Linked DNA regions of Sus scrofa: all the other regions are linked to region 2. A link is a contact called in public Hi-C, HiChIP or PLAC-seq and promoter capture Hi-C data. All regions are on one chromosome and are shown on one strand. Each heading gives the region's core, a stretch centred on a gene start, on an enhancer-like site or on the middle of the called end of the contact. The rest is flanking DNA. Distances are from core to core; before and after follow the strand shown.

Region 1 (4,524 bases), core at 1,436-3,935, 520 kb after region 2:
GTGTGGAAATGCCTACGCCAGGGATCAAACCCACCTCACAGTAGCGACAACACAGGATCCTTAATCCACTAGGCTACAGGGAGCTCCTCTCTTTGTTTTGTTTTATATTTACAGTTTATATTTCTGTCAAAATACTCAGTTTCATCTCTCAATGAACACAACAAGCATAATTTTTTTATTTTTAAGTCTGAATTTTATAACTTCATTTTCTAGATCTCCTGTGGGTCTCCAGTTTCTGCTCATTGTTATTTATATTGTTTTGTTCCCTGGTATGCATGGCAAGTATTTTTTTTTCCAGGTTAAACTTACACGACATCAAAGTAACTATTTTAAAGTGTGCGATTCAGTGGCATTTAGTACATTCACAATGTTGAGCAATCACTTCCTCTAGTTCCAAAACGTTTTCATCACCCCAACAGAAAACCCTATACTCATTAAGCAGACACTTCTCATTTCCCATCCCCCAGCCACTGACAACTACTAATTTGCTTTCTAGCTCTATCTATGATGTCATTATATTAAATGAGCTTCTTGTGGGCAGCATGCAGTTGGGTCTCACAATGCTTGCATCTTTTTCTCTGTACTGAAAATTCTCAAATAGGCTGGGACAATCATTTATTTCCCTTATCTCAGGGATCACTGTCCTTTGTTGCCTGATGTCCAGGCTCTTGATACCATTGTGTCATATGTCTTTTCCACTTTTTTCTTTTCTCTCTCTCTTTGTTGTTGTTGTCATTGTTGTTCCAAGTAGGAAGGTAAATACAGTCTCTGCTACTCCACCTTGGCTACAATCAGAATTCTGCTGCCTTTTCCAAACATAATTTATGTGCTTTAGTTTAGAGTTAAATTCATTCTATTCAATTTAAATTTTAATAGATTTTCAATTTTAATTTTTGTTTTGAGGCATGATAATCACATTTTAATCAATCTTGGCATTCACCATCCTGAAATCCTTCCCTAGCAGCTTGTTTTGTATAAAATATGTCCATTTCTTCCAAGTTAACTTTCTCTGTCTGCAACCAGCAATTGCCAGTGTCCACACCCTTTCTTCCCCTGTGCTTATGAACTGCTGAAGGTGTCCCTAGTCATCAGATACATTCTGACTTTGGCTGGCCTCTCTCCTAAAACCAGAATCATGTCTGTAGTCCCCCTGAGCTCTAGGCAAGCCTCTTAGAGCTCTCGGGCACAGAAATTGACAGTTGCTTTTAAATCCAACATAGTTAACTTCCAGGTTTTGGTAGATTTTTAAAAATAATTTCCATTCACATAAAGATTTTTCTGAGTTATTTTCTCTTCTTTCCTCATTCTTGATTTTTTTTTCCATCAGCCTATAATGCTTCTAAATGATTCACATGCTGTCCAATACCACCCCACACTGTCGTAGATGGAACTTTGTCTCAGAACCACCGGTGCTGTAACATACATGTGATCAGTTACCATCAGGATCTTGTCAGAGGCAGAACTCCCTGACTGTCCCTCCTTAGAGGCTGACAAGATATCAAGTTGGCTTTAACATCATACAACCAAGGAGTATTTTTAAAAGGGGGGGGGGACTTTTCATCATGCTCTCGCGTTGCCCATCATAAAACACCTTCCCTGAAGTTTTTTTATTTGTTGACAGGGTTTTGTTTTGTTTTTTTGTTTTTTTGGTTTTTTTTTTTTTTGTCTTTTTTAGGGCCGCACCTGAGGCATGTGGAGGTTCCCAGGCTAGGGGTGGAATCACAGCTATAGACACTGGCCTACACCACAGCCAAAGCCACGCCAGATCTGAGCCGTGTCTAAAACCTACACCACAGCTCACAGCAATGCCAGATCCTCAACCCACTGAGCGTGGCCAGGGATTGAACCTGCATCCTCGTTGATGCTAGTCAGATTCATTTCTGCTGACCCACAAGGGGAACTCCCTCCCTGCAGTTATTACCCCATCTCTCCTCGCCCTTTCTCAGCCAGAGTTCTTGAAAGAAATGCCTGCACTTGCTCTTTCCCTTTCCTCACACCTGGACTGTAAGATGCTATCTCTCTACTGCACCCCCACCTACCTGGGCCTCTCTCACTCACTCCTGCAGCCGCCCTTCAGGTCTCGCCCTGCTTGCACGGGCAGCATGTGACACCGCACAGCCACACTGTCTCTCCCGATGCTGTCTGCCAACTTCCACTCTTTCTGCTCTTCCCTTCATTCCCTCCCTGGTTTGCTGATGGTCCTGTGAGCTTTGTCCCCAACACTTCTCTCCTCTCAGGAGAACCCCCGGGCTCCTGATGGAGGGTTAAGGATGAAGAATAAAGACTCTGATCTCAGGGGAGTGTGCCAGTCCTCCCCCACAATCTGCTGGGGAGGAAAATTAAGGCAGCTGGAGGAGAATGGTGATGCTAAGGACATGCCTGCTCTGAGCAGTTGTGATGCCTAAACACTGATTTGTTAGTATCGCTTGTGGATCCAGAGCAGGGAAATGTAGAGCAGGCAATGCAAGATGTTCCCACAGACAAACTATCACAATATCTGATATTTCAACCAAGCACAGAGCACTATATCAACCTGAAACACTGAAAATGGCTTCTTTGTCTCAAAGGACTGTGATTTACATGTTGAACTCCCCTCCTTTGGGTGGAAGGGACCATTCAGATGTGTTTGCTCCAGTTTGTGTTACACACGTGCACTTGGTACACAGAAGTGACAGAGGACACTGCCCTCCTATGGCTGGTGGTTGAAACACCAGGACATATTAAGCACAATTTCGTTAAGTTGCCAGTCACACTGGATATCTCTTTTCCTGCTATAACTCGACCCTCCTTCCCAGCCGAGCCTGCAGCTGCCCTTCCCAGGGAGTCCTCCACCTCCCCTGCGCGCCGCGGTTCCTGAACATCCGGCTCTATGTGCTTCCTTCTGCTGAGATTCAAGGATCTCCTACAAACCTTCTCTCCGCAGCCAGTCTGTAGGTTTCTTCAAGGCAAGGCTTGTCCCTCTAGGCATCCAGTGATGCCCCCAGTATCTGTGAACTGGGGCTTGTCTGTAAAGTCCTGCAGGAAGCAGGGGATTCTTGCAGGGGTGGCACTAGCAGGCCTGGTCCACTCACCCCAGCCTCAGCCACCCTGTCAGCCACTGGAGAACCCTGATATGGCGCTTTGCCAGGCCCTACACTTAGCAAATTAATTCTCCCCTTCCCAAGGAAGGACAGAGAGCTGAGAGGCAGCAGGTCAGGCCATTCTGTCCCACTCACTCTGCAGCAGGCACCCTCCAACAGTCCTTGGACGGCATTAGTGATGGGGGTGGGAGGTAGTTAGGATCCGTCTGTCCTGGGCTGGGGCCAGGCAATCATCCAGGCCCTGGTCAGCTTAGGCTGTGTGTGTGTGTGTGTGTGTGTGTGTGTGCGTGCGCGCGCGCGCGCGTGTGTGCGCGCGCACGCGCACATGCACATGCACACGTAAAGGACCAGAGCTTAAAAATTAGATATCACACTGCAGCATTCCAGTCATTCCAAACATCCACATCCATTCCTTTCTTTCTTTCTTTTTCTTTTTTTTTTTTTTTTGTCTTTTGTCTTTTGTCTTTTTAGGGCCACATCTGTGGCCTCTGGCGGTTCCCAGACTAGGGGTCGAATTGGAGCTGTAGCCACTGGCCTACACCACAGCCACAGCAATGCCAGATCCGAGCCGTGTCTGCGACCTACACCATAGCTCACAGCAACACTGGATCCTTAAACCACTGAGCAAGGCCAGGGATTGAACCTGCATCCTCATGGATACTAGTCAGATTCGTTTCTGCTGAGCCACAACAGGAACTTCCCACATCCATTTCTAATCCATTTCTCTTCCTTTGAAGTTGAGCCTGAAGATTTTGCCACCCATGACTCTCCTTGTGGACAACTTCTGCACCTCATTCTGCAGCGTCTTTAGCACCTCACTGACTGGCCTCCTCAGAGGTCTTCTCATCCCTCCTCTGTCAGTTCCGTACTGTGAATGAGCCACCACTCTGGTTTCTCCTCCATTACCTCCACAGTCATCCTTTCCTTACACCATAGCACCCACAGCCTAAGCCCACATCTTATTTTCACAAATGCCCTTTCTTCAAAAGCTTGCTTGGAAGTCTGTTGTTCTGGCACCTTCATGTCCTATTGCTCCCACTCCACTGACCTCTTAACTCTGGCAGGGACTGCCAGCCCGGCCTTCATACGGAGCAAGCGGGCTTCATGGAGAGGAGTTCGGAAAGCATCATTCATTTCCCCTGTGGTGGGGACAAGCCCCATGGACAAGCACTCCAGCAGCTCTTAAGATTTTTCTGGTTACTTATGAGTAACATAAGATCCTCTAGTCACTGCTAGTCTAGTAACTAAGGTATGATGTCCAGCACATTCATAATAATAATAAACTCTAAATGTCATGTATGGGCTGGGTTTCCCATCCTCTGCCACAACACCTGCGTTCAGAAAGTTCCTGACACATTTCTTCTCTCTCCAACCTCTTTGATGACTTTCACTCCACCCTTTTCTGTGGTTTCTGACTCTTCCCAGGATGAGGTGAAGGTGTGAC
Region 2 (4,627 bases), core at 1,711-4,210:
TCAGTCGATCTCTGGCCTCACTTAGTGGGTTAAGGATCCTGAGGTGCTGTGGCTGTGGTGTAGGCTGGCAGTTACAGCTCCTATTTGACCCCCAGCCTGGGAATCTCCATATGCCTTGGGTGAGGCCCTAAAAAAGCAAAAAAAAAAAAATCTAAATAATACAGAAATAAGGGCATTCAGGTACAAGTGCAGAGAAAAAGGAAGCCTCATTATTTAGGGAAAGGTGAGGTGTAAAGGTGACCCAGCTGAAGAGGAAGGTGGGCACACTATCTGTTAGTAAATATTTACTGGTGAGCACCATGCTAAATGCCAGGGATACAACAGCGCTACAATAAGTTAAGGACCATGCTTGTAACTTAGCACTGCCAAAAGTAAAATTCACTTATATTTATTGACTGTTAAGTGCGAGGCACTGATTTGGGTTTGGGAGACACTGAACAGTGAGTGAACAAAGGACAATTCATGGAGAGAGACAATAAATACAAAAACACCAAATGTTAAGTGCTGAGAAAAAAGACAGGAAAGGGAATGCAGACTGGCAACGGATTTGATATAGTCTTAAATCAGGGTATCAGGGAAGGCCTCCTGGGGTGGTATTTTCTTTATTTTTTTCGTCTTTTTAGGGCCCCGCCCTGGGCACATGGAGGTTCCCAGGCTAGTGGTCGATTCAGAGTTACAGCTGCCGGCCTACACTACAGCCACAAGAACTTGGGATCTGAGCTGCGACTGTGGCCTACACCACAGCTCACAGCAACGCTAGATCGTCAACCCACTGAGTGGGGCCAGGGATCAAATCTTTGTCCTTATGGATACTAGTCGGGTTCCTTAACCACTGAGCCATAACAGGAACTCCCTACGATGATATTTTCAAGAGATCAGAAGGAAGTGAGGGAGGCATCCAAGCAGATATGTGAGGTAAGAGTTCCAGGTAGAAGGAAAAGCCACTGCAAAGGCCCTGAAATGGCATAGGGGCGATAGTGGTTGGAGTTTAGTGAACGAAAGGGAGAGCAGGTCTGAGAATTAATGTGAACCTATGACATAGGTCCCTGTGGTCCTTTCAAAAGATTTTCACTTTTACTCCGAGAATGGGCAGTCATTTCATTTCAGAGTTTGCAGTGGAGAAGTGACATGATCTAGACTAGGTTTTTATTAGGTTGACTCTGGCTGCTGGACTGGGAATGGACGGTAGAAACACATGGGAGCTGTTGGCAATAATCAGGAGACTGATGGCTTAGACCAGGGCGGATGTGGAGAGAAGTGGATGGATGTGGAGAGAAAGGCTAGATAAAGGGTGTATTTTTGTTGTTGTTGTTGTTTTTAGGGCCACACCTATACCATATGGAAGTTCTGAGGCTAAGGGTCGAATCAGAGCTACAGCTGTCAGCCTATGCCACAGCCACAGCAATTCAGGATCTGAGCCGCGTCTGCGACCTACACCACAGCTCATGGCAACACCAGATCCTTAACCCACTGAAGGAAGCCAGGGATCAAACCCGAATCCTCATGGATTCTAGTTGGAGTCGTTAACCACTGAGCCATGAAGGAAACTCATGATATTGGGTGTATTTAAAGCCAATGGTAAAGCTCAAGTTTTAGCTTAATGTGAGATTCAAAAAAAGTTGTCAAGAAGGCATCTGGGACATTCCCGTTGTGGCTCAGCAGGTTAAGAGCCCAACATGGTATCCATGAGGACGTAGGTTTGATTCCTGGCCTCACTCAATGGGTTAAGGATCCAGTATTGAGTGTAGGCTGCAGATGGGGCTTGGATTTGGTGGATTTGGTGTTGCCATGGCTGTGGCTTGCGGGGACAGCTGCATCTCCAATTCTACCCCTGGCCCCTCAGAAGTTCCATATGCCTCAGGTGCTGTAGTAAAAAAGGGGGAAGAAAAAAAGGCATCTGGATGAGTCTAGGATTCCACAGAGTGGTCTAGATTGGGGATATGAATTTGGAAGACCTCAGTATTCAGAGTTTAAAAGCCATGAGACTGGATGAAATATTGTCACCAAGGAATTGAGTGTAGCTAGAAAAGATGCCCAAAGGTTGAGTCCTTGGGAACTCCAACATTTGTAAGTTGGGGAAATCAGCAGGAAGGAGAGGTATTGGCTAAAGAAGTAGGAGGTGAACTTTGTAATGACCTGGAAGCCAAGTGAGGAAACTATTTCAAGTAGACTGATCAAAGCGTCAAGTGCTGCTAACAGGTCAGGAAAACTAAGGCACGTTAAGCAATTTGGATTTTTTTTTTTTTTTTTTTTTTTTTTGCGAAACTGAGACGCCTGGCCGAGGCGGGATAGGAGGTTGTGATGGCAGAGAATGGATCAGATTTTTTTTGGACCATTCTGAGCGCTGTGCAGAATGGAGGGGAGCGAGGCGACGCAAGCCTGACCCATAACGAACGGGCGTCCTCCCTACCGTGTGACGAACTGTAGGCCCAGCTGCAAAAGAGAAAGAGACTCATAAGGGACTAGTTCACACCCTCTCGCCTCCCGCTTCCCCGTCCTCTTTCCCTCTCTTACAGGAGATAGCGGGCCTGGCCCGGGCAGCTATCTTGTAGTTTCCATGCCGCAGCCTCAAGGTAGTGCTTCTGCCTCATCGTCACCGCCAATTCCACATCTCTGATACGCAGGGACGCAAAGAGACTCCGAAAGCCGGCTGGAAACTTTGACGTCAGGATCCGAGCTCCCTCTGGAAACAGGCGCCCTCAGCTGAAGGGTTCCGGTTCCTTTGCGTCCGGTCCCCTGCGCTGGCCCGCCCTCCCTGCGCCGGGCCCGCCTCCAGGTCCCTAGCGGTCCTCGCTGGCCAGGCGCGGATCGCTTAGTACAAGAGGCTGTGCGGAGCAGCTTGATTGGGCCGGGGTGGCTAGGTTGAAAGCCGAGTCTGACGCCTGCTTCTGGTCTTTATCTGATTGATAGCCTCCTCTCATACCGGTGGTCATTTCCTCAACCGCCATCGCCCCCTAGATTTTCAAGCCCGGGCACTGACTTGCACCCGGGTAGGCGGAAGCGAGGCCCGCAAGGGGGCAGCTGCGAGAAGCGCGGTTTCTGGTCTCCAGTCCAGCCTGCTCTGGGCAGGTGCACTAGCGAGCTTATTTTATTTTATTTTTTCCTGCTTTTTTTTCTTTTTTTTTTCTTTTTGCCATTTCTTGGGCCGCTCCCGCGGCATATGGAGGTTCCCAGGCTAGGGGTCGAATCGGAGCTGTAGCCACCGGCCTACGCCAGAGCCACAGCAACGCAGAATCCGAGCCGCGTCTGCCACCTACACCACAGCTCGCCGCAACGCCGGATCGTTAACCCACTGAGCAAGGGCAGGGATCGAACCTGCAACCTCATGGTTCCCAGTCAGATTCGTTAACCACTGCGCCACCACGGGAACTCCCCCATCCTACTTCTGTGAGGTGATCAGCATTAACAGTTGGGTGTCTCCTCCTTCTATGTCCTTACACACATAAGCACATGTACAAATGTATAAATATCCTCAGTTTCCACATACACACAACAACAACAACAACAAAAGATACCGGGAGTTCCCATTTTAGCACAGTGGAAACAAATCAGTGGGTTAAGGATCCTGCATTACCATGAGCTGTGGTGTAAGTCTCAGACATGGCCTGGATCTCATGTTGCTGTGGCTCTGGGATAGGCTGGCAGCTGTAGCTTCGATTTGACCCCTAGCCTGGGAACTTCCATATGCCTCCGGTGTGGCCCTAAAAAGCAAAAGACAAATAAACAAACACCCCCCCAAGATACACACAAAAAAAGAAAACCAAAAATAGAATGGTTTACTACTCTTACATTTTTCCTTAACAATAGGTCACAGACATCTCTCCAGGTCAGTTTATGTAGTTTTCAATAAGCTTTTAAAGAGCTGACAATATTACAAAATGTAATGAGCTGTAATTTATTTAACCACTTCCTGTTGATGAACATTTAATTTTTTTTCAGTGATTTGCTAGTTCAAATAGTGAAGCAGCAAAACTCACGAATGCTTTTTATTTCTTTTCTCTAAATTCCTAAAAGATAAATTACTGAGGGAAACAATATCCACATTTTAATTTGCTGGATCATCCAAAAAAGATTGTAGCAATTCACATTCCCAGTATCAATGTCTGAAAAAGCTGATTCGAATTGGATCCGTGAAAATGTAAAGATCATTAGTTCACTTATCAGTGGAATCAAGCCTCTATTTATTTCTTATGGCTTGCATTTTCTTTTGTGAAATGAAATCTTCATTAAATTGTTTATCAATTTCTAGGAGATCTTTGTATTTTAGAGGAAATTCATCCTCTTCTTGTCATTTATAAAGCAATGTTTCCTTACTTTATCTCTCTCTTTTTTTTTTTTTTTTTTTTTTGCTTTTTTAGGGCTGCACCCGAGGCATATGGAGGCATATGGAATCGGAGCTACAGCTGCCAGCCTACACCACAGCCACAGCAATGCAGGACCTGAGCTTCACCTGAGACCTACACCACAGCTCACAGCAACACCAGATCCTTAACCCACTGAGCTAGGCCAGGGATCAAACCCATATCCTCAGCCTTCATCCTTGACTTCCCCCACCAGCCTGCCCTGCGCCCAGTCTTACTCCTTCTCAGCCTCACCGAGGCCCACTGCTGCTTCCTCTTCCCACCCC
Region 3 (4,482 bases), core at 513-3,012, 660 kb after region 2:
TTCTGGGCTGAAACAGTTTAGCAGAAAGCTCACTACCAACTGGGTACTGTACTTCAGAGTCTCTTGGAATAATCTCTTCTTTCCTGAAGGATATAAAAGCACTGTTACAGTAATGAAAAAAAAAATCTAAGAACTTACAATAATAAAGATCAGTCAAGGGAGTAATATATTGAAAGGCATCAGGAATGAGACTTTAAATAAGTAATAATCAAGTGACAAATGTGAAAAATCACTCACCTCATCGGTCCAATTTTGCAGAATTCCTACCATATTTATACTATGAGAAGTTATATTTTAGAGGCAAAAGAATATATATATACACACACACATACTCCCACCCCCAAGGGCATATGGTGTTCCCAGGCCAGGGATCAGATCCAAGCCAAAGTTGAGACCAATGCTGCAGCTGTAGCAACACTAAATCCTTAACCCACTGTGTGGGCCAGGGATCAAACCCGCATCCCAGCACTCCAGAGAGGCTGCTGATCCCATTGTGCCACAGTGGGAACTCCAAGAATGCAATATTAACATGAATCACATGTTGGGAAATTTCCTTTTCAATTCCTTTTCAGTTCTGAATGCATAAAGGAGAATAATCTGTCAAACTTGCCAAATTCCTTTTCATTTTTATAATTTTTTTTGTCTTTTTAGGGCTGAACATACGGCATATGGAGGTTCCCAGGCAAGGGGTCCCCTACACCAGAGCCACAGCAACACCAGATCCGACCCGAGTCTGCGACCTACACCACAGTTTATGGCAACACCAGATCCTTAACCCACTGAACCCAAAACCTCATGGTTCCTAGTCGGATTCGTTTATGCTACGCCACGATGGGAACTCCTGAACTCCTTTTTAAATAAAGTATAGGCCTCACACTTCCATGGGTAACGGTATCAATTTTGTTAAAATTGATTTTTAGTTACCTTCTACCTAAGCAAATAATACTGCTTTTCATTTAAAGCTGTAATAAAAATTTTTTTAAAAATCTGTATTACACATGAGTAGATTTAAATAAAAACGTTGTTAGGCATTTGCCATTTGATCAAATTTAGTATTTAATGCATTTTTCCAACAAACAATGAGGCACTGAGGCTCTGTCCTGAGCTGGGTATTAGAACACAAAGGTTTTTGTTTGTGAAGGTATTTGCTTGGGTCTACCAAGAAATTAACCAAGAAGTTTTTGTTAAATGCTTACCATGTTCTCAAAAACATGTCAGATATTACAGAGACACAAAAGCAAAAAGGTTAATCACAACTCTCAAAAAGCTTAGGATATACGGTGGTAAAAATTTTAAAAAGTGAAATATGGCAAAAGTAATTGTGTTTTAAATTTTGTAATATAGATCGAACATGATCTGATTTTTGGATGGGAGAATATTGACTGAAGGGTATGCCCTTGAATGAACAGGACAGATCCGCACAATTTAACCCTAACACTACAGTTAGCTTTAGAGATCTGATTATTTAGCTGATAAATCTGTGGTTTATTAACCAGCCCTGCCGCGCTAGCCCTTCTATTTCTACATCCCGGTAAAGTCACAGCAACTGGCGAAGTGAAGAGGGAAAAACTGCCCTTTCCGCAGGAAAGCAGGGTCTTGAGTGTTGGCCTCCTATGAGCTCCCAGGAGGCTCAAGAGACGCTGCCCGGAAAAGGTGCCGAGACCCGGGGATGAGCAGGCCGAAGAGCGGGGCTTCTCCACCCGGCGCCCGCCGGCCCGGCCGCGTGCCTTCCCCCCACCCCCTCCGTCTCGGGTCCCGCGTCCCTCACCGCGAAGCAGAGGAGCGGCCAGGGAGCAAGCCCCGGACCTGCAGAGGCGAGCGACAAAGACCGGAAGTGCGCCCCGGCAGCCTTCCGCTCGCCCGCCCTCCTGAGGTCCGTCCGTCCCCGCCCCATGCTCAGAGGCAGCCAATCAGCGCGTTGACTCCGCCCTTCCCACCGCCTTCCCCAGGTGGCCGTGGTCCCGCCGAGCGTCGACGCCGAGGCAAGAGTGAGCTAGCAGCTGGGGTTTCTTTAGGAGGCCGTCACACCCAGAGGGCACCTCTGTTCGGCCGCCTCTTACCCTAGCTTTCTTTCACCGCCACCCGCCCGCCGTACTTGGTGTCTTCTCACTTCTGAGTCATTTCACCTCCAATTTTTCAGAAAAGATTTCGGATTTTCCTGTAATTCCTGTGAGTTTGCAGTACTTAACGACAGAAGTAGATGCGTGGATGAAGGGACTGAACAAAAAGTAGAAACCGCTTATATTGCTCTTCCGTGGGCCTATTTGAACCTTACAACGCTCGTGCTGTAGCTATAACATACCCATTTTACAGACGTAGACACTGCCCAAAGTCAAGCAGCTCGTGCCCAGAGATGCCAAAATTGTAGTTCAGGGACACCCTGGGATTTCAGACTTTGTGCCTCTAACCAGGGTTTTCCCATTTTTCACTGAGGCTAGCGCACTTTGTCTTAGTGTTTAAATTTTTATTTGGCCATTCAGTAGCTTTAAAAATGATGCCTCTTGTTGGTTTAACTTGCATTTCCTTTAAGTTAGGGAGCTTGAGGTTATATTTCCCTCATGTTTATGGACCATTTATGGTTCTTCAAGGAAATGGCGTTTCCCATGTTTAAAATTGAGTTGTTACTATTTTTCTTTTGTATTTGCAAGAATTTTTTACTTGCTAAGGATATGGACTCTTCATTTGTTACAAATATTTTCCCGTTTTTGTATTGTAAATGTTAGTAGAAGGTGACACAGAAATTCTCCTTTGTGAGCTAAGACAAAACACATTATTATTATTATTCATTAGCATTCAGAGTAGCTCACTAATTCTTAACTGTTGTGAACAGACTATAGCAATTTTACCAAACAAGAGAACAAATAATACTACCTTGTGTTTCAGCTGTTGCTGCCTAACAAACCACTGCAGTACTTAATGACTAAAAACAGCAGGTGTGTTTTATTGCTCACAGGTCTGTGCTCTGGGATTCAGGCAGGGCTTAGCAGAGATGGCTAGCCATGCTTTCTGAGGTGCCGACTGCTTAACTTGATCAGAACTGGAAGGTGCAAGATGGTGTCTCACATTGTTGTGGACTTGGTGCTGCCTTTTGGCTGGAGTAACTCGATCGTCCTCCATAAAGCTTCTCGCCATGTAATCTCTAATCATTCAGGAGTTAGCCTAGGCTTTCTTACAGGGTCCTGGTTCCTTCCTTCCTTCCTCTCTTTCTTTCATGGCCACACCTGTGGCTGATGGAATTTCCCAGGCTAGGGATCAAATTGGAGCTGCAGCTGCCAGCCTACACCACAGCCACAGCAATGCCAGAGCCAAGCCACACCTGCAATCTACACTGCAGCTCACCGCAATGCCAGATCCTTTAACCCACTGAGTAAGGCCAGGGATGGAACACACATCCTCATGGACACCAGTCAGCTCTTAACCTGCTGAACCACAATGAGAACTCCTTGGGTCCTGGTTTCCAACACAGTGAAGGAGGAGGGGAAGAGGCTTGTTCTCTTAGGACCTGGGACCGGAACTGGCATTATATTACTTCTGTATTCTGTTGGCAGGACTAGACTCATGGAGGGAAGGGTATTGAAATAGACTCCACTTTTTAATTGGAAGAGCAGCTTCAACGTAGGCAACTGAGGCCGTTATTATTGCATTCAGTCTACCACACCTTGTTATATTGAGAAGCTTACTGTTCAGGAATGGAACTGTTGAGAGAGAAGAAATGCTCTCAATTGCAGTAATAGAAAACCTTACTAAATGTCCTTAATGTTTAAGCCTTTTTACTACCTAACAGCTACATGCATGGAAGTAAGGTCATCCCAGGATTGGTTAATTTAATGGCTTGACAAGAACCCAGGTCCCTTTCCTCTTTTTGCTCCTCCACCTTTAAGTATGTTGACTTTTCTTCCAGTCTGCCAGTCTGGCTTCCTTCATGGTCCTAAATGTCTGTCTTAGCTCCAGATTACAGATGATATCCAGAGGCAGGAAGAGGGAACACCCTTATATTCTGGCCTTTTTTAGACTAAGGAAATTCCCTCCACCCAATAGGTTTTCCATGGTATCTCATTAGTTAGAATTGCTTCACTATCTGTGTCTATCGCTAACAAGGGGTAAGGGGTGAGGCCTCCATGGTAGGCTTGGCCAGTTGAGATTTATATTCCAGGCTAGCCTCTTCTGAAAGACACAGGTGATCTGGGGAGGGTAAACAAAATTATAGTTATGTTAAAAAGACAGAAAAAGGGGATAGATAGTATGCAATAGTAGCATCTATTTCAATAGATTACAGGTAATAGGTCTATATTGGTAAGAAAGTGAGACACTAGGGAAAAAAATTTAAGTTCCTATCATTCCTTATAAGATGGGACAGATATTTAAAATATAAACAAGTTACTTAATTGCAAGAAGTACAGACTCGAGATTTATAGCAAATTTCTAGGACTTGGTTTAAATTCCCAGTGGGATAGCAACTGATTACTTCTAATTTTTTATTTT
Region 4 (4,131 bases), core at 487-2,986, 570 kb after region 2:
AAAACTTCATGGTGGTTTCCATTTACTCTCTCAGAAAAAAATTAAAAGTGACAGAATGAACACCAGGCAAAGAGTTTCGTAAAATCTTGCATTTTTAACCTCCCCAGATATGTCTGTTTGATGTGTATATTTTTTGTTTTCCAACATTAATTAGATGTTAAAAAACCTCTTAAAGCAAAGCAAAACAAAAATGCCTTGAGCTAGCTTTTAGAGTCACAAAAGACGGAAAGGTTGGGAAGAGCAGCCAAGCAGGTTGGTGGTAGTAGCCAAGTAGAAAAGAGAAAAAAAAAAAAAGTCTGGATTTCAGAAACCTCCTAAAAAAGAAAGAGAAGAAGGGCCATCAGAAGTAGCAGGTGTTCTGGGGAGGCAAAATCCTGGTCAGAGAGTAAAGTAGTGCTATGGGATCATCAGCTGACTCACTTGCGCTCTCATTCATGAATTCAGCAGAGCCTAAGGGCACTTTGCAAAGGGCACTCTGAAAGAGGCAGAAAGCTGAAGCCTGAAGATCTTGGAAGGCTGCTGGAAGGCTGGACCTGTACTTCTAACATAGACCTTAAACAACAGGGCTCTTTTGTGTGGTTCCTGATGCTGAACATGTGACCTAGCAAAGGCAGCAATGTGACCAGCCCACATTTCATTCATTTATTCAACAAATATTTATTGAGTTCTCTATGTACCAGGCAGTCAGCATCCCGGGACTACATGGGAATACTGTGGTGAACAAGACAGGCAAGGTCCCTGCCCTTATGGGACTTACAAACAAAACGAAATAAAACAAAAACCAGTGAAATGAATACATAAGATCACTTCTACCCAGTGCTATGAGCGTGAGAAGGCTTCCAGGAGGAAGAAATGGTCAGGAAGGCTGACGATTGCCAGCCACAACAAGGCTAAGAGCTGGGGTGTGGGGGTAAGGTGGGGGCAGGGAAAAACCACAGGGGGCCTTACAGGCCAATGTAAGCAGTTTTTAATGTCATAATTAATGCAGTAGGGATCCACTGAAGGCCTTTAAGTAGGGGCATTAAGTGGTCTGATTTATGTTTTTAAATCACTTTGGCAGCTGTTTTGTAGTATGAAATGTCAAGCCTAAAGTCAGAAGATAACCATGCATTCTGCAAATTCACTCTGCGATCATTGCCAAAGCTCTTGATTAAGAGTCTCATCTTGTTTCCCTGACAAATTAATTAGTCATAATAAAGCTCTATAGCACAGCAAATGGTAGCCAAAGGTTAGAGTCATGCCTTGGCTTCAAATCTTGCTTCGTACTTACTAGTTATGTATTCTCCGCAAGCTATTTACTTGAGCCTCAATTACCTCAGCTGTGAAATGGGGATAATAAAAGTTCTTACATCATAGGGTTTTCACGAAAATTAAATTACAAGACATGTAAACCACGGTGACAGAACCTGGTACAACGTGGTTAGCACACATAAATATTAGCTTTTGTTACTTCTTTCAGAGGATTACTGTGAAGATCACATGAGATAATGCATGTGAAAAGACTTATGACACCGTAAAGACTACATTAGTGGCAGAATTTTTTCTTTCCTTTCCTGGTCTTTTAAGGGGAACACAGAAGACTGGGCTAACCAGGGGAGAGAGGCGTGAGGCCAAGCGCAGCCTCAAAGCGGTCATTGTAGTTGGACAGCCCTTCCCCCAGCCCGGAGCGCATCTCTATGGCAACGCGGGGCTTCGCCTACCCCCCGCCTCCTGGGGCCCACAGACCGGAAGCAGTCTGCGCCGGGGGCTTCTGGGAAACGGCTTGTGAGCGGCGGCGTTTCTGCGTCGGCCGTGGACAGCGAAGCGGTTGCAGTTCCCGAGCTTGAGGTTTGCGCGAGAGAGGGGGGAAGAGCGTGCGAGGGAGGCTGGGCTAGAGGCTGTGGTCCGCTTGGCAAGAGTTAGCGAAAAAGCTTGGCGGTGACCTTCCTTGGCTTCCCGGGAGGCGCGGGGGACAGGCCACGGTCTCAGCGCCCAGCAGCTGGGAGACAGGGAGGGATAGACAGAAAGCCAGATAGGGCTTTCGGCACCCTTGGAGAGTCCTCCCTTCCTTGTGCCTTCCGCGACCCCCGCCTTCCCCCCTCCCCCATCGGCCGGTTTTGTTCTATTTCGAGGCCCTGGCATCTCGCGGAGGGTTCTGGGATTCTTTTCGGGTGGAGGGGGGTGGGCGGTCCTCCGCCGTGGCTGCCGGGACTTGTAGTTTGGCCGGCCTCGAGCGGAAGTGCCGTGACTCCGGCGCTGTTGAGGCTAGGTGGCCTCTGGTCTTCCGAAAGCCGCAGCCGGGAGTGTGGAGAGAAGAGGGGCTGGAGTGGTCTGGTGGGGGCCGGGTTCGCCACGGCACTCCGCTGAGTGAGTGGGAAGGTCGCGTGGGACAGGACTCCCTGCGCAAACCTGGTTGGGACTGCGGGTTCGCATTCCCCGCACCTCCTCACGTCCCATCGGCAGGGTGCTGTATGAAAACGTAAAGGGGAGAGAAATTTTATTTTTCTAGAGTGTTTGAGCCAATGGTAAGGTAGGGTTTTGGAATAGGAACAAACGAATACTGTTGGCTAAACCTTGTTTATAAGGCCGCCACACTCCAGAGTGCTTAAACAAACCTGTATGTATATTACTTGGTAAGATTTTTTTCTGATACCTAGACTTGATAGGTTTACAGGAAGTTTTGGGCAGTTACTGACTTTCAGATTCCGGGCCCTGAATAGATAATATTGAGTAACTGCATGGCTTGTTCCCAGTAGGTGTTTTAAACAATGGCATAGGCATGACTGTGCAAATACTAAGGAAAGGATCAGAAATAGCCCAAGGTTTCCCTGAAGGTAGAAGCTGGGGAGATTGTGAGTCATCCAGTGTAAGGATTAGAGTCTGCGCCACTGTGGGAAGTCAAGGTGTTATGAGAGTCCCTTTTCTTCATAGAATTTGCTATGATTAATGCCCACATTACAAATTGAAAGGTACTTATGGTGTCTCGGGTGACTGAATAATATTTGAATTTTATGGCACCTAGTGGTTTTTTTCAACATCATGTATCTGTTATTGAGCAGGTGAATATTTTTTTCATGTATATTTTAGTCCAGGGAGTTCTTAAACATTTTAAAACTATTTCTTAGCCCTGAAAAAAAAAAATTGTCAAAATTTTTTAAGCAGGTGCTAAAAAAGATACCCCTCCTTTTGAGGTGACTCAGGTGTGTCAGGTTACACCGGTATTGAATTGCAAATAATGTGTTCCATTTAGATAACACCGAGATAGGCAAGTTTTGTAGACATAGATTGGCATACTTCTCTCAAAAGGGCCAGATGGTAAATATTAAGTTTTTCATGACATGTAGCATTTATTGCAACTACTCAACTCTATTGAGTAGAGTACAGTAGTCACGCTGTTGTAGCATCAATAGTGAACAAATAAGTAAAATTATTTATGGAGACAGACACTTTCATTTCTATCAATATTCACCTGACATGAAGTGTTCTTTTGATTTTTTTCAACCATATAAAAATGTGAAAACTATTCTCAGTGCAAGCATTATTGAAAAATAGGCAGTGGGCCAGATTTAGCAGTGAACTGGAACTTCTGTTGTAGGCTATTGATTGGCATGTTTAATTTAGTAAAAATACATTTTCTTTTCTTCTATCAGGGTATGTTCAGATTCTTAGGATATTTGGTCATTTATATTGTTTTCATTTCTTGTGCCTCAGGAGTGCCTGTGAAGAAAACAGGGTATTTCCCTGAGGCCTGTCTCCTACCTTGATTGTCTTTTCTTGGAGTATTATAAATCAGGATGTCTGCACAGTCAGTGGAAGAAGATTCAATACTTATCATCCCAACTCCAGATGAAGAGGAAAAAATTCTGAGGGTGAAGTTGGAGGAGGATCCTGATGGCGAAGAGGGGTCAAGTATCCCTTGGAACCACCTCCCTGACCCGGAGGTTTTCCGACAGCGCTTCAGGCAGTTTGGATACCAGGATTCACCTGGGCCCCGTGAAGCTGTGAGCCAGCTTCGAGAACTTTGCCGTCTATGGCTCAGGCCAGAGACACACACAAAAGAACAAATCTTGGAGCTGGTAGTACTGGAGCAGTTTGTTGCCATCCTGCCCAAGGAGCTACAGACTTGGGTTCGAGAGCATCATCCAGAGAATG
Region 5 (4,824 bases), core at 240-2,739, 620 kb after region 2:
AGAATTATTAAAAAAAACAAAAAACAAAAAAAGTAGGTAACTTACTGAAGCTAGTAAATGACAAAGCTAGTTTCTGAATCCAGGTGTCAGACTTTTAACTATGCCCCCAAAGTACATGAGAAAGACTGATGACTTGAAAAGATTTTGAAAGGGAAACTCCAAACACTGACAGATTGATGATAAGGTGATTGTAATAGGGAAAATGGATGACACCAGGGACTTAAGGAGAGGAAGGAACCCCAAGAGAATCTGATTGCCAGAATGGACAATAAAGCCATGGGCTTGGAGCACTAAAGAGATGCTACTATCTAATACAGTGGGGGGCAGGCAATGAGAAATACCAATAGCACTTGAAGACACAAACATACCAAAGTAACAGTGACCCCCACCCCAAGCCACTAATAAAGACATACTCTGCTTCTCACCTAAAAGAAAGTGGTGTTCTTGAGATTCATACTTGAATTGGCTCTCCATGGACTGCAGCTGTACATTCGACATCTCAGGGAACAACTGGAGAATTACCATTTCCTCAGTGAGCTTTTATGATCCACGTAGAAGTCTGAGACCCGGGGGCAACTGAGTACCAGCGGGCTTGGAAAGGAATCATTGTGGAGGGCGGAGATATGATTTCTGAGACTACACCGCCAGAAAAATCCTTTAGCTACAAAAGAAGTAAAGGAGAAAACAAAATCTCATTTAAGTTTCAAGTGCTGTTCTCTCAAATTTACTACGCTTCCTCCCTCATCACCAAGGAATCAGGCATCACTCCTCTTGGGCGTGTATTCTCCATTCCAAGTTTAGAGATCGTCAAAGATAATGGGGGACGGGGGAGGGTTAAGGGTACCGAAGTAAGGATATAATTGGAAATATAAGGCAGAGGAGGGAATTTTGGAATTTGTCCTAGCGGTTAAGCTCTTGCTATTCGCTGCTCTTCCTACACCAAAATGAAACTACAGATCCAACAAAACGATCTCTTTCCCTCCTTCCGTTCTTCGCACACTCACTTTCAGGTTGCTCCTTCCCAGCACCGTCTGTTGATTCGCGCGGATGCATCCAAGCTTCTGAATTTCACCTGCTCCTTGAATTTCTGGTGTTCATTTAGTTGAACCCAAGTGAACCCAGGGCCTGGCAAGGGCTGACCAGGTACCAAAAGCAAATTGACCAACTGGCTGTGCCCAGAAACCGCGCCTGGGGGTCACGGCGGCGGCCCTGACTCTCCATGGACTCAAATAACCGCACAGAGTTCCCTAGCAGTGCTACGAGGCCGTTGGGGAGGCGAGATCACCTGACTTCCTCTGCCTTCCATGACCCGACATCACCCATACCTCGATGTGTTCGCCAGGTTGCCCTCAAGCCTCACCCGCTGCAAACCCTCCATCACCTCCGCCGTCACCCCGTCCGCTCTAGGAATTCGGGAGGATTGCTCAGCTCTATGGCTCGCGGTCTCGCACGTGCGCACGCGCAGGGTGGCGGTGCGGGGTGAGGTGGGGGCGGGGACTTGCTGAGATTTAACCCCTGAACGTCTGCGGACCTGGCCGCCGCCGAGCTGTAGTGGGGGACCAGGCTGGCCCTACCTGCCGGTACTTGACGTGAATGTCGGAAAACATCTTTCGGGAAAGCTCTCTGGGGCAGGGTAGGTTTCCTGACTACATAATGAGTTCTTCCTTAGTTATCTCTCTCTCTCTGTCTCTCCTTTTTCATCCGTCCTCCAAATCTCTCAATCGGATTCGCTGTATGCTTCCATTCTAACTTTCTTCCTGTCCTCCCTAGTCCTTCTCACCCCACAGAACTGAGGCATGCCTCTGTTAAAATGCAGATTGCTGGGCCCCACTCAAGAGTTTCCCTCTCAGTAGGTCTGTCGTGGGAGCCCAGCTTCTCCAGTGGTCCTGAGGCTGCAGGTCCTGGAACCACACTTTGAGAACCGCTGCCTTAAAAATAAATAATGCTCAGGAATTAATCCCTGAGTTGCTGGGAAGCTGGATTTTCATCTACTTTGCTATCAAGAAAGGCCATGGGGTCTCTTTCTAAAATGTTTGCTTGACAATTCAGTACACACTGTGGCCCAAAGATCAGGGTGAGATGGAACTGAAGCAGGGAGGGGGGTGGCATCAGCATAGGAAAGGATATTGCTGTGTCCTTGGAAATATCTTAGGAAATAAGGTAGGGAGGTATATAGAAATAGGAAATAATAGAAGAAGTATTGAGACAGGTGAGACATGTGACTTGGGTTAAGACGTCAGAAGAAAAGGTATAGGTGTGAGAAAATGGTGACTGGTTGAAGTGGTAGTTGATGTAGAGGAAGAGAGCTTTCCATCCAAGCCCAAGACCATCTTCCAATTTATGAAATCTTAGGGATCCATGAATGTAAGCTGATAAAGAGTAAGGAACTTGTTTGCCTCCAGCCATCCAAAGTGGGGAGTGCAGATGCTTTTTTTTAAAAACAGCTTTACTGAGGGATAACAGGCATACAGTAATCAGGGAATGTTTACAGTATATACATACAGTTCACTAAGTTTTGCGGTATGTGGAACCATGACCTCAATGAAAAGAGGGAACACATCCAGTAACCCCCGAAGTTTCCTCCTCTTGGGAATCCCTTTCTTTCCTCCCACAGCTGTTCTGCTCTCTGTTACTGTAGTTACTATTTTCTAGAGATTTATTTAAATGGAATTAAACAGAATGCACTCTTTCTTTTTGCACTCAGACTTCTTTCACTGTGCATTGTTATTTTGAGCTGTATCTACATTGTTGTGTATATCAATAGTCCACTCCTTTTTGTTGCTGATAAGTATATATCACATAAACAAATTGCATATACCATGATTTGTTTATCCAGTCACTAGTTGATGGACATCTAGGTTATTAACAGTGTTTTCACCGTTACAAATAACGCTGCTATGAACATTCATCACAAGTCTTTATATGGACATGTGCTTTTTTTCTCTTTCTTGGTTTTGTGTATGTTTAACATTTTAAGAAACTGCTACACTGTTTTTCAGAGCGGCTGAACCATTGTGCATTCCCACAACAGTGTATGAGAATGCCATAGTTGACATACTACTTGTGACAGGTTTCCAGGAAAAAAGTCTGGGGAAGTTAATCAAAGGTTAATTCTCATGCACAAATATAAGGGTTTTGTTAAGCCTTACCCCAGAACTGATGATGTGAACATAACTTTTCTGGGTGTTTAACCAAGGAAATCAGATTATCCTAGATTGCTTGCTTTGTGGAGTCTTCCCAGAGATGTTATGTTCTGTGTGTGAATCTAAGAAGTCAGCTTGGAGTTTGCCAATTTGATGGATTGGCCCAAACAAACCTAGACCCAACTGTGGTCCACATCAGCTGACACCGAGCAGATTCCTCTCAGTAAGGTAAACGGAGTTTAAAGGTTTCTAGAGAAATAGGGGTGGTTACCAATACAGTATTTCCTTTCTTTCTTTCTTTCTTTCTTTTTTCTTTTGGTCTTTTTAGGGCTGCACTTGTGGCATATGGAAGTTCCCAGGCTAGGGGTTGAATCAGAGCTGCAGCAGCTGCAAGCCTATGCCACAAACACAGCAACACAGGGTCCAAACTGTATCTGTGACCTACACCACAGCTCATGGCAATGCTGGATCCTTAACCCACTGAGCAAGGCCAGGGATCAAACCCGCATCTTCGTGGACACTAGTTGGGTTTGTAACCAGATGAGCCACAACCGGAACTCCATCACCCACCAATATTTCTACCTGATTTCTATTTCCTTTTCCATTTCTTCTTGGGGGTAAACTAGGCCAAACTAACATATATCTGATTTAGGCATAGATTTTAGAGCAATGGTTCTTAATCTTTGAGATGATGTAATTTCTTTGAGAATATAATGAAGACTATGCACTTCTTCTTCAGAAAGTTGAACATGAAGACCTTCATGAGAACTGTTGCTTATAATGTATTATATTTTATTAAACATTAATTTCCTTTGATACGTAGACTAAATAAGCAATGTGCACAAAGAGTGAACTTAAGTCTAAAAAAATCAGTCTCTAGTTTCAGGTAAAAAACAGATATAAATCCAAATTTTGAAGCCACATTAAAAAAGATTCCCTTTCCCTTTGACCATGTAAATATGAATGAGTAGGCTGCTGCTATTTGTTACGAATAAGACATCTGAATTATGGGCAGTGTGACACTCTTGACATGTAAATGTGTATGTCCAGTTGACTTTGACTTTTTAAAATTTTAATTAAAAAATTTTTTTTACAGTCCAAGTCTCTTACTTTCTGCAAAGCACTTATCATGTTATGAATTCAAAGGGAAAGTGTTCCAGCAGCTTAGGCTCCTTTGCATTGGTTCTCATAAAGTGTGCTTTTCTGGGAGGAGCAGGCTGGTGCTTCAGTTGAACTGCTTCCTTTTTTGGCTTCTTTGTTTTTCTGATCATTTCCCTTCACATGTTTTAGGAAGCCATTTCAGCTCTTAGAGGAGATGTGGGATCGCATGTTGATTCTCTTGGCAAGAATCTTGCCCTGGTTTGGTTAGAGCCATGCAAATAGCATGCTGGTAATGCTGTAGACTCTTCTAGTTTTGCCATGGTAACATTTGTAGGGCATCCCCTTTTGAACAGTGCCCATTCCCTTGGTATCTACAGTATCACCTTTCTTACAGATTCATGTGTATGTGGCCAAAGAAACAACTCCGTGTTTTCTAAAAGGCCTAGAGAACACAGAGTGGGTATCCCTCCTCTCTCCCTTTGTTTTGGCCATTTTGGCAAATTACTGGAAGATGGGGGTGCTGGCCAAAAGGAAAAGCAACTTTGACCTTTTAAAAAACAGAACTAGTGCTGAAAATTCA
Region 6 (4,572 bases), core at 32-2,531, 540 kb after region 2:
ACTTTACCCTCAGACATTAAAAAAATAAAAAGCAAACAAAAGACCCCGCCCTTTACTAAGTTTACTGTGAACTATTACAAGGAGTCTTTTACATTTGCTTTTTTTTTTTTTTTTTATTTAGTTTCTTGGATCAGCTATGTGGTAGAATCCTAACTGATGAATTCATCCCTGACTTCTTGCCAAATCATTTGGCTTTTCACAGTTCCTTATTCTCATTGCAGCTTTTGACTGCTGTCTATTTTTCCTTAAGCTACCTTTGACTTCACACCATTGCCAAAAATTTCTTGCCCTTGAGGAATTGTTTTAGATTCCTCGTTGCCTTGATTCATTTGGCTGACCCATCATCACTATAAAAATATTCCTTGTACACATTTGGATTGTCTTGTTATTTGTTACCTCATCAAAAAGAAAAAAAAAATCTTAGCCCATGAAATATGGGCAAGTATTTCAAAAAAAAATTATTCAAATTTAGTGTCATTGTAGGTTAATTAAGATGCAAATTTCTCCAGGTCTGGTATAGACTGAGTAAGCCAGCTTTTTCTCTCACTGTCTCAGACTCCAGTGGGAACATACCTTTTGTTTGCTTTGCTCATATCAAAAGGGTTTTTTTTTCTTCTTATTGTTGTTTATTAATTTTCAAACATCATTGTCTTCTCCCTAATTCCCCACTTCTCTGTACAAGAATATTTCTAAGAGTTCCTAGGGAAAATGGGTGGAGGATGAGACCAATATGTGGGGCTGTGGCCTGGTAGCTCATTTAGCCTGAAATTTATTTTTAAATTTACTTAAGATTATCTGAGGAAATATACATGTATGCATTGGTGCCAAAATATGTGCGTGCTCGAGTTCTCACCTTTTCAAGGGCCATTATGTTCTCTTGTGAAAGCAAGGGGTGGGGTTGGGGGGGGTCAACCCCATTCCTTCCATCACTACTTGGAGCATAGCCAACCTCAGAAGCGCCGACGGTATTACAAGAATGTTGCGCGCAGTGGTAGAAAGCACAGGAGTCTCCCCGTGACCCTGGGCAAGTCACCAAAACTTTGGGTTTATTCCCTGTAAAATGGGAATAACCGTATTGGGTTATTGAAAGAGCCAATGAAATAATGTAAGTACAAGTACTCTGAGAAATAATAATGGTTTCTCTGAACATGAAGCCCAAGCAGCTGGATATACGCACTCAAGGAGTTTTGGGCTCCCCTCGTACTGCACCGCCCCCACCCGCTTCAGGCTGCGGTGGTGGCTCGTCTCCATGGCAACTGCTCCGGCATCCCGGGCCCCGCCCCCTCTCCGCCTAGAGGACCGGAAGCAGCTTGCAGACTGGCGCTTCCCGGGCTTCTCCCCAAAAACGCTGGGCCGTCCTTCCCAGGCCTTAGGTGAGAGTTGAGGTCTCTTCGCGCTGCTAGGCCTCAGGGAAACGACCCTTACCCGGCGGGTCGGGAAGGGGTGGCCGCGGGCCTTGGCACCACCTCACTGCAGCCCCCCCCCCGCAAAGCTCCCACCGCGTACCGGCGCACCCTTCTTCATACACCTCCCCGCGCCACACTCTCAGGCTACGCCTTCCTTGTGCCCCACCGCGCTTTCTCGCTGCCCTCACCTCATCCCCGCAGCTTCTCACCTGTCACTGAGCGTCGGCGCCCCGCCTCTCTTCTCCCTGGCACCCCGTGGCGGCTGACCTCCGCCCCCCAAGCGGACGGCCTCCCATCACCCCTCGCGCGCTTACCTGCCTCCAGCGCGCCCTCCTCTCAAGACCCTCGTAGTCTCGCGGAGTCCGGACTCCGTCCGAGAGCGGTGGCGTGTGGTGGGGGAAGGTGGCCTGGGACCGTCTGGAGCCGGCTCTAGGAGAGGTATTTCCAGGTAAGAGTCGGACCCCTTAGGAAAGACCCCACGGAACTGGGGCCCTGGGCGAAGCCTCCGCTCCAGGGACCAGGTTCGTTACGGACCCTCGCGCGGCGTTGGGGGTTTAGTCTCTTACGTGGAGCTGAGAGCAATTGTGGACCCCGCACAGATTCGGCCGCTGGTACCAAAAAGGCAGAGTGCTCCCGGTGGCCGTTCCTGCGGCTTCCCAGAGGATGCTTTAGCATAGGGGCCCTCTGTGCAACTCCCCTAGTCGGCTCCAGACACGTGGCGGCCTCAAACCCCTCCTGCCGCTCCAGTCTTGACCCCAGATTCTGTTCCAGCCTGGAATCATCTGGGTCTGTTGCTTCTCCTCTCCGCTGGGACCCCAGCCACTGGCTCTGAACCACGCAGCACTGTAGAAAGTGTGGATGGAGTGGACTCAGACCCCAGCCCTGGTACTCTGCCCTTGGTCTCCTTATATGAGCTTGCCCTGATCATACCCAAGCTCGCCCTGGTGGGTTTCCTCATCTCCAACATGAGGATGAAAATAACCTTCCAGAGCTTTTGTGAGGACTTAAATGAGTTTATATTAAGATGCTTAGAAGGGTGCTTGGTACATAGCAAATTCTCTGTGTCAGCTGTTACCCTTTGCAGTGGAGCCCATAGTTATATAAAGTTGTGTCACTTATTTGGTAACCTTCTTGTCTCTCCCCAGCTAGAGTACAAGCTTTGTGCAGCCGCAGACTTTGTTCAGATCACCACCATAACTTCACAGCCTAGAAATTTCTTGGTGAAGTGGGGGGAAAATGGTAAAGAGGAAACATAGGGAGTTCCTGTTGTGGTTCAGTGGAAACAAACTGGTATCCATGAGTATGTCGTTCCTTCCCTGGCCTTACTCAGTGGGTTAAGGATCCAGCGTTGCAGCAAAGTGCAACATAGGTGGCAATTTCGGCTCCGACCCCTCATTGCTGTGGCTGCTGTTTAGGCCAGCAGCTGCAGCTCCTATTTGCTCCTATTTGCAACTGGGACTTGCATTTGCCTCGGGTGCAGCCCTAAAAGGCGAAAGAAAGGAAGAGAGAGAGAGAGAGAGAGAGAAAGAGAGAGAGAGAGAGAAGAGAGAGAGAGAGAAAGAAAGAAAAATAGGGGCATGTATAACATTTTTAATTAATCATCAGTTACTAGTGATACATATATACATATACTAAAGTGCTGCAAAGTGTCTTCCTGCTAACAAGCTAGTGATACTTGGAGATGTCTACATACATCACTAGGTTGCTGGTGACACTGTGATTTGATCCAGTGTTTCCTATAATTTATTCGATAATTCATAGCAAGATATTTGCTGCTCTTCCTTTGACCCCAATAAATCAAGTCCTTGGACATTTTTGAAGGAAATAATTTGAAGAGAAAAATAGTATATTTTTCTGAAAATGTGCTTCCCAGCATTATTTATAATAGTAAAAATTAGAAATAACTTAAATATTTTGCAATAAAAGATAGTTAAGTAAATAATATGGATGTTACAGATGAGCAGTAGACATGAATATGATTAAATGGAAATATATTAAGATGGAGGAATATGTGGTTACTTTTTTCGTTTGAATTGTTCCTCTAACACCAAAGTAATAGTTTTAAATCTTAGTAAACATTGAAAAAAAATCCACACAAAGGTGCTTCTCTTAGGAGACTATCCCTTAGAGTTCTTTGCAGCAGGCTAGAAAAAATTAATGGCTCTTTGCACCTGCACCAGTCATAACTTTCCTCAGGCTTCCCTTATTTCTATTCTTCCGGAGCTCCTTTGCAACCTTGGCTGATTGCTTTTTCTTTTTTTTGCTTTTTAGTGCCACACCCATGGCATATGGAAGTTTCCAGGCTAGGGTCAAATCAGAGCTACAGCTGCCAGCCTGCACCACAGCTGCAGCAACTCGGAATCCCAGCCACATCTGCAACCTACACCACAGCTCATGGCAATGTTGGATCCTTAACCCACTGAGTGAGGCCAGAGATCAAACCCAAAACCTCATGGATACTAGTTGGGTTCATTAACTGCTGAGCCACAAAAGAACTCCCCTTGGCTGTTTTCTTTTCTTTTTTTTTTTTTTTTTTTTTTTTTTTTTGCCACAGCACATGGAAGCTCCTGGGCCAGGGATTGAATATGCCACAAAGGAACTCCCCTGGCTGATTTCTTATTGTGATAATATAGTCAGCCTCATGGGCATGATTTTCGGAACAGATTGCGAATTATACATATAAATTAATGCATCTTAGTTCTTTGATTCCCTTAAAAAAGAAGTATTCATTGAATGCATGGTTTATATTAAGACTAAGGATAGTACTTTCTGTACAGCCTTATGTTTCTAATCTTGGCCATATTGTTCTAAGAAGCATTTGTCTTTGTCTTGTTTCTGCTTGTTTTTTTAATCATATTTGAGGAGTGTCCATAGGAGAATTTCACCTCCTTGAAGATTAAAGCTTAGCAGTCCTGAATTATTCCCAGTCCAAATGTCTGCAAAATTGAGAGATTCATCAAAACTTCTTCTACAAACTTCAGAGGACCCTGACTGCATTCTGGTCACAAAGATGGAAGAGCGAGGGCAGGCTCATAATATGGTCTCCAGCCGCCACTGGAGCAGCTACTACAGCTCCGAGACCTACCGCCAGCGGTTTAGGCAGTTTGACTACCAGGAGTCACCTGGGCCCCGGGAGGCTCTCAGCCGTCTCCGAGAGCTTTGTTGC

What was found. Promoter capture Hi-C pulls out the DNA fragments that hold promoters and counts their contacts. A called contact is a pair of places that touch in the nucleus more often than the background predicts. HiChIP or PLAC-seq counts read pairs in DNA pulled down with a chosen protein or histone mark.
Region 1: a Hi-C map of omental adipose tissue shows a contact between it and region 2, with 2.5 times the contacts expected there. The contact joins the enhancer-like site here to the promoter of C6H18orf21 in region 2. A contact is called at or near these places in 14 of 47 Hi-C or Micro-C datasets (alveolar macrophages, embryonic fibroblasts, epiblast stem cells and 6 more) and 2 of 2 datasets of contacts at active chromatin or transcription factors (alveolar macrophages and skeletal muscle).
Region 3: an H3K27ac HiChIP or PLAC-seq map of skeletal muscle shows a contact between it and region 2, with 8 times the contacts expected there. The contact joins the promoter of ZNF397 here to the promoter of C6H18orf21 in region 2. A contact is called at or near these places in 4 of 47 Hi-C or Micro-C datasets (embryonic fibroblasts, heart right ventricle, mesenteric adipose tissue and 1 more) and 1 of 2 datasets of contacts at active chromatin or transcription factors (skeletal muscle).
Region 4: a contact with region 2 is called in a promoter capture Hi-C map of liver, with 6 times the contacts expected there. The contact joins the promoter of ZNF24 here to the promoter of C6H18orf21 in region 2. A contact is called at or near these places in 2 of 5 promoter capture datasets (fetal liver and liver) and 2 of 2 datasets of contacts at active chromatin or transcription factors (alveolar macrophages and skeletal muscle).
Region 5: a contact with region 2 is called in a Hi-C map of skeletal muscle, with 4 times the contacts expected there. The contact joins the promoter of ZSCAN30 here to the promoter of C6H18orf21 in region 2. A contact is called at or near these places in 2 of 47 Hi-C or Micro-C datasets (heart right ventricle and skeletal muscle).
Region 6: an H3K27ac HiChIP or PLAC-seq map of alveolar macrophages shows a contact between it and region 2. The contact joins the promoter of LOC100620188 here to the promoter of C6H18orf21 in region 2. A contact is called at or near these places in 4 of 47 Hi-C or Micro-C datasets (alveolar macrophages, embryonic fibroblasts and skeletal muscle) and 1 of 2 datasets of contacts at active chromatin or transcription factors (alveolar macrophages).

The regions. Positions count from the first base shown.
Region 1 is chr6:119,214,057-119,218,580 of Sscrofa11.1, reverse strand. No RefSeq gene overlaps it. Among named protein-coding and RNA genes, the nearest start is that of ZNF24, 49 kb to the right of the region's middle. Within about 2 kb of position 2,685, at least 7 of the 83 cell types and tissues checked have an H3K27ac peak or open chromatin away from gene starts, as enhancers often do. A contact at or near this core is called in omental adipose tissue, where this site is marked.
Region 2 is chr6:119,733,721-119,738,347 of Sscrofa11.1, reverse strand. It overlaps C6H18orf21 (UPF0711 protein C18orf21 homolog), which reads right to left and starts at 2,960. Exons shown (of 5, transcript XM_003356410.3): 1 at 2,515-2,960; 2 at 2,411-2,433. The coding sequence starts at 2,591.
Region 3 is chr6:119,074,075-119,078,556 of Sscrofa11.1, reverse strand. ZNF397 (zinc finger protein 397) reads right to left here and starts at 1,762. Exons shown (of 6, transcript XM_013999293.2): 1 at 238-1,762; 2 at 1-83. The coding sequence starts at 242. It overlaps LOC102163786 (a long non-coding RNA gene), which reads left to right and starts at 1,960. Exons shown (of 3, transcript XR_304095.3): 1 at 1,960-2,169.
Region 4 is chr6:119,164,809-119,168,939 of Sscrofa11.1, reverse strand. It overlaps ZNF24 (zinc finger protein 24), which reads left to right and starts at 1,736. Exons shown (of 4, transcript NM_001243375.1): 1 at 1,736-1,827; 2 at 3,691-4,131. The coding sequence starts at 3,774.
Region 5 is chr6:119,112,922-119,117,745 of Sscrofa11.1, reverse strand. ZSCAN30 (zinc finger and SCAN domain-containing protein 30) reads left to right here and starts at 1,489. Exons shown (of 5, transcript XM_003127897.5): 1 at 1,489-1,633. All of the region lies in intron 5 of ZNF397 (zinc finger protein 397), which reads right to left. It also overlaps the pseudogene LOC110261195.
Region 6 is chr6:119,190,039-119,194,610 of Sscrofa11.1, reverse strand. It overlaps LOC100620188 (zinc finger protein 396), which reads left to right and starts at 1,281. Exons shown (of 4, transcript XM_013999297.2): 1 at 1,281-1,854; 2 at 4,269-4,572. The coding sequence starts at 4,339.